Regions from separate parts of the Canis lupus genome. Here region 2 is linked to region 1. Evidence: chromatin contacts called from public Hi-C data. All regions are on one chromosome and are shown on one strand. The core of a region is the stretch at or near the end of the contact, and the rest is flanking DNA. Distances in the headings are between cores, read along the strand shown. Region 1 overlaps LOC119867311 (a long non-coding RNA gene). Region 2 has its middle 75 kb from the start of DCBLD2.

Region 1 (2,700 bases), core at 188-2,687:
CGGCTGGGAGGGCTGAAGGTCTCCACTTGAAGGCAGGACTATAATTCAAAGCTTGCTTTGATTCTCTCTAGACAGATAATCAGCTTTACTCCACCAAACACATTCCAGGCAGGAGACATCAAAGTTCCAAAGTTTGAAATTCTTCTCCGGATCTGAGTTAAACCTTCTCACTCCTCACACATTTCAATTTGTCTTTCTTCTTGACCCACTGATCCAATGCCAAATAAACCATTAAGAAAATCCTTACCAAACTCTATTTTCTTTTTCTTTTTTTAAAGAATTTATTTACTTATTCATGAGAGACACACAGAGAGAGGCAGAGACACAGGCAGAGAGAGCTCGATGCGGGACTCAATTCCAGGACCCTGGGATCACAACCTGAGCCCAAGGCGGACGCTCCACCACTGAGCCCCCCAGGGGGCCCTCAAACTTTATTTTCTACCATGAATGTGTACAGTACCTTCAGTTTTCTTTCTGTGCATTCCCACCCTCATTGCCTCTGCACCCTACTCAAATAATACCTACCTCTCTGGGACTCATTTTTGCCCTCCACCAAATGGAAGAATTGGTTTAATCATACATAGCTTTGCTTTTCTAGGTCCTAGAGGTTCAAAGAATCAAGTCACATGATAGAGCGTGGGAAGTATGACAACCAGGAGAGGCGCTGCCAACCAGAAACCTCCTTCGATAGAAGCAGCTCTGCTTTCTGTCCACCTAGCAGTTGGACATTCCATTTCAAGGGATCTGATACTGACACAAATTTGAAAGCCATTGGATTTGGTTCTATCTCTAAACAGTCTAAGATAATACCCCATGAGTCTGCAATCTGAACGAGCCTAACAGAGGCAAGAGCTGTTTTATCTACCTAACATTTTGCGTGTTTTCAGACTTAGAATCAGATAACGTTTCTTCGAGACCAGATAGAAAGCTTGGCTGAGTGCACAGGCAGGAAGGGACCTTGCAGAGGAGCCCCCAGGGATCAATTCCTTTCTCATGAAATCACCCAGTCACTCCTCAGGTATTAAAGAGTCGGGTAGCTAGTCCTCCACCCCCCTAGCCCCCCAGTGTTGACCCTCCTAATTTGACAGTAGCAGAACAGTGGTGGTGAATTCCAGGCAGAGTCAAGAGGGAGCCTGAGCCCCAGTTCTCCCATCTGCACCCCCTGCTCCCCTGGCAGCTCCACCGACCCTGGCAGGGGACCTGATAGACCAGAATTTTATTTCTCTTAGGTCAGACCCTGCAACGTTGCCATGTTCCTGGCAATCCACCCCATCATCCACAGGCTCAGCTCGTGGATGCAGAGGTACCCCCTTCTCGGCTTCTGGTGCTGAGGGGAGAGCAGGCCAGTTTTTCCTCGGTGCCTGCACAGCTCCCCTGAGTCCTGTTTGCAGGGTCTGCTGCCTTGAAACTTGGGGTGCCTGCCTACTGGGTGCCGTATATCCTCGACAGTGCATGCAACTCCTAGGGTGGCGTGGAGGGAGAGTGGTTTATTACAAACTTGGCTCTGTTACAAACAGAAAGGATTTATGTATAAGGTTCAAAATTGTTATTTTTAGAGTCAGTAACGCGAACAATCCCAATACTTTCTGGAGACTCTTCCTTAGGGTCAAGGTGAGCAGCGCTGGACCGCCTGAGCCCTCCCACCCAGCGGCCTCCAGCCTCCCCTTCACATTCCACCCCCCACTCTGCTGCGGAGCCAAGGATCCCAAATGTAAATCCAATCGTGCCACCTTCTGCCTCCTTCAAAGGATTGCCACCGACCTCTGAATAAAGTACAAGTTCTTTAGCAGAACAGGGAAGACCAGCTTTATTTTGCTCCATTCATCCTGCACCTTTGGTTCCTGCCTTCCCATATCACCCAGCTGAGGGTCAGGACCTGAAGTCTCACCCCAGCTGCAGAGTATCAGGAGAAGGGCTATTTTTTTTTCTTTAAAGCATAGTCATGTGTTTCTCAAATCTTCCCACAACAAAATCAATGAATGTCTTTATTAAAAATAATGCTTTAATAACAGAATGAATATTTATGGCCAGGCATTAGGTTGTATGTTCTAAGTTAACTCATTTAATCATTCATTAAAACAACCTTAAAAGGAAAGTGCTCACTCTTTCTTCTTTCTTTTTCTTTCTTTTTTTTTTTTTCTTTCTTCTTTTTTCTCTCTCTGTCTCTCTCTCTTTTTCTTTCTCTTTTCTTTTCCTCTTTTGAGGTAAGTGCTATTTCCAACTTCATCTGCTGGATGAGAAACTGAGCCTATAGGGTAAATAATCATTTGCGTTCACAAGCAGCAAAGGCAGGTTTCAAGTCCAGCAGCCACGTTCCACAAGCCACCCTCTTTACCATGCTCCCAGGTAGTCTCTCACTAAAAATGCAGATTCATGGCCCCTCCACAGCCCAAAGGTACATATTTTAAACAAGATTCCAAGGTGATTCTTCTACGCACTGGTTTGAAAAACGGTAGTCAATTTTGTTCAAACAGAACATAGTAGATGAGTGTCCTCTAGTGTATACACAGGAGCATTACACATTTTATCATTGTGTACAAAATAGCCAAATTTCATGATGTACACATTTTAAGGACTGTATTAGGATAAGTTGTTTCCATGTCAATGTCCCTACCTTAAATTGATAATTTGGTCACAAAAGTATTATATAAATATTGCTGGATAACCGTCTGTCTCATCAGACCTTAACAGCTCCTGGGA
Region 2 (2,711 bases), core at 156-2,655, 320 kb before region 1:
GTCTCCAAGGGGTAAACATTGAGAGAGCTTTCTTCTAAATCATAATTAGTTGGCCTCTGTGGAAAATAAACCACACGCCGGGAGAGAAATGCTCATTTGGTAAATGCATGCAGTCTCTCCCCAGACACTAGGGCATTGTTTGGGGAAGGAAAATTTCAGAATTGAATATGTGAGAAAATAAAGAAAGAGGTAACACATGATTTCCTTGGAGGGTTTGTCAGGCTCTAAAAACAACATATTATGTGCAAGAAAACACCAAATGTTTCCCTAGAAAACAGAAACAACAATCCTGGTTGATTACTTCCTTTTAAAGCTGCGTTGGAGAGGGGTGGTGGGGGGACTTGCAGGCTTTCACCAGCAGAGGGAAATACTGTCCTAGGGAAAAAAATCATTTCTCTATAACCTTTTTTTCACCATAATTCTTCTATGGTGTCAGCAAGAGATGAAGGTCTCTTCCTTGTTTCTCTCCTTTATAAGATGTCGAACAGTGGGGGGCTTGCTAGCCTCTGCCCACAGCATAATTGTTTTTGTGGGAGCAGGAACACGACTGTGGGAAGCTGAGGACAGTCATCTGGGAGCTGTCAGGCATCAGGAGATGTGTGAGGCTGAGTTAGAGACCAGCTCCAGGAGCCAAGGAAAGAGCAACTTTCCTTATAGACTAACAACTCAAATGCCCGGACCCAGAGCTTATTCTGGAAACCCCACGGTTCCTCAGTGGTTCCTCCCTATGGGAAACTATAAGCCATTTTCAGTTCAGAGCAACCTCTCATAGACAGGCATTCATAATTTGTCCTTCGGGAACCTTAGATTTTACAGTGTCTAGCTGTTGACCCCTTAGTACCAGCATGGAAACCTTATGACTTCCCCTTCCAGCATCTCTAACCTGCAAAAGGTTAAGAAACTGATTTCATAAGAGAAAGCTGTATCCTGCAGCAGAATTACATGGGAAGTGGTGTCAGGGAGCTGCTGATCGAATGTGAGATGCTGGGACTGAGAAAGCTCCCAGTCAAACCACCTTCAAAGCCCCTCTCAGAGTCACTGCAAAGGGGGGTCACTGTAAACAGTGGGGAAAGAAAGTGGAGTCTCTTCAGCAGGACACTAGGAGCACCCTCCGGTTAGAGAGAGATAACAAAGTGCCACATTATCCAGCCATGTTCAGAGCTGAGGGATGGAGGGAATAAACGTGAGGAGGACCACAGTTAGAAGGGGGACTGCCTCCCCCAGGCTGACTTCAGACCTCACTGGAGAAGATGAGGTTACAGCCCACAGGATACCAGAGAAACTTCTTGATGGGCCTGGTCCAGATCCACAGATCCAGTCTGCAGTCACTGGGCAGACAAGGTGGCTGCCTCCTGGGGCCTGGGCTTGCCACCGTTGGTGGGTGGGCACCTGGACTCGCACAGTAGCCCTCCAGACACAGGCAGAGCACAAGGAGCCTCAGCTCGTGGCCAGGGAGGGGGTCTCTAGGGTGCTGAGGGAGTGGGGGTGACTTGGAGAGCAGGCGGCCAGCAATGCGCAGGGTGGAGGTCAGGGAGGGTGCAGGAAAGTGATCACCAAGCTGGGCTGGAGCTGTGGGGATGCGGAGGGGTCATACATGCTGGGGTCCTGGCTAGGGGAGGGCACAGCTGTCTGTTTTCACACCCATACACCTGACCGATCTTACAGTCTCTGGACAAAGGAGATGCTCTTCCTGCGAGGTCCTTCTCATGCCCTCTACTGACAAAGCTGAACATCTCCTCACTGTACAGGAGACGTGTTCGCAGGCAGCCCGTCCTTTATTGCAGAGCAGATGTTTATTGCAGAGCAGATGTTAGACAGTAAATTTGAAGCTGAGAGGCACTAAACTGACAAGTGGCACATACGAATATGAATCTGTATGTAATTAAATACAGAAGGTGAGTGTAATGATTCTCAGAAAAAAAGTTCTTATTTCTCAAGTTCTAAAATCAAGTAGGCCTCCGGGTAGTACAGGTTCTTAGACTGAATGGACCCTAACTGACCATTAAAATTAAGATTCTGGAGTCGAGAGTGCCACATAAGAAGCCCCATCACAGCAATCCAGATGGATGAGCTCGATTGTTCTCTCATAATATCGAGTGTCCTAATAACACTGTGGTGCAGTTGTTAAAATCCCTATATTGAGCCTAAGGGAAGTCTTGGGATGCAGAGAAGGTTTTGTACGTGGTGATGAAGCTAGAAAATGTCTCAACTAGGAAGAGTTGAAAAGGCTTCAAAATACCCTCAGCATTATTTCTGGTTTGTTTTTAAAAAAATCAAAGGCTTTCTAACGATGACGGGTTAAAATGATCCTGCCCTAAAGGCACAAATCAAAATAAGCCACAGAAGGAAAGGCTAGTGAGGGGAGAGTTTAAGAGCTGGGCTTTGGGAGCACGGGGTTAGGATGAATCAGGGATCTGCCGCTTATTAACGAAGCCACCCTGATGAGGTGGTTGACCTCTCTCTGCCTCAATTTCCTCACTCAAGATGAGGATGATAATCATGACAGCTCTCCCAGAGAGATGTCATGGGGCCAAATGAATAAATGGATGTCAAGTACTCAGAAGAGTCAATGCTAGATAAATGTGGCCATTCTTAGGATGGATTTTATAGAATAGAAGGAAGTAGCAGGCAAAATTGAGAGAAGGATTTTTGAAGAGTGAAACCAAAACCAACCAAGGATATTGGAAAGAAGGCTGTGACAACAACGAAGA

What was found. Hi-C and Micro-C count contacts between places; a contact is called where the count stands out from the background.
Region 2: a contact with region 1 is called in a Hi-C map of skin fibroblasts, with 4 times the contacts expected there. The contact joins two enhancer-like sites. A contact is called at or near these places in 3 of 9 Hi-C or Micro-C datasets (amygdala, liver and skin fibroblasts).

The regions. Positions count from the first base shown.
Region 1 is chr33:5,823,143-5,825,842 of UU_Cfam_GSD_1.0, reverse strand. LOC119867311 (a long non-coding RNA gene) reads left to right here. Exons shown (of 3, transcript XR_005383176.1): 3 at 599-2,372. Among named protein-coding and RNA genes, the nearest start is that of CPOX, 11 kb to the right of the region's middle. Within about 2 kb of position 1,437, at least 3 of the 20 cell types and tissues checked have an H3K27ac peak or open chromatin away from gene starts, as enhancers often do.
Region 2 is chr33:6,139,010-6,141,720 of UU_Cfam_GSD_1.0, reverse strand. No RefSeq gene overlaps it. Among named protein-coding and RNA genes, the nearest start is that of DCBLD2, 75 kb to the right of the region's middle. Within about 2 kb of position 1,405, at least 4 of the 20 cell types and tissues checked have an H3K27ac peak or open chromatin away from gene starts, as enhancers often do.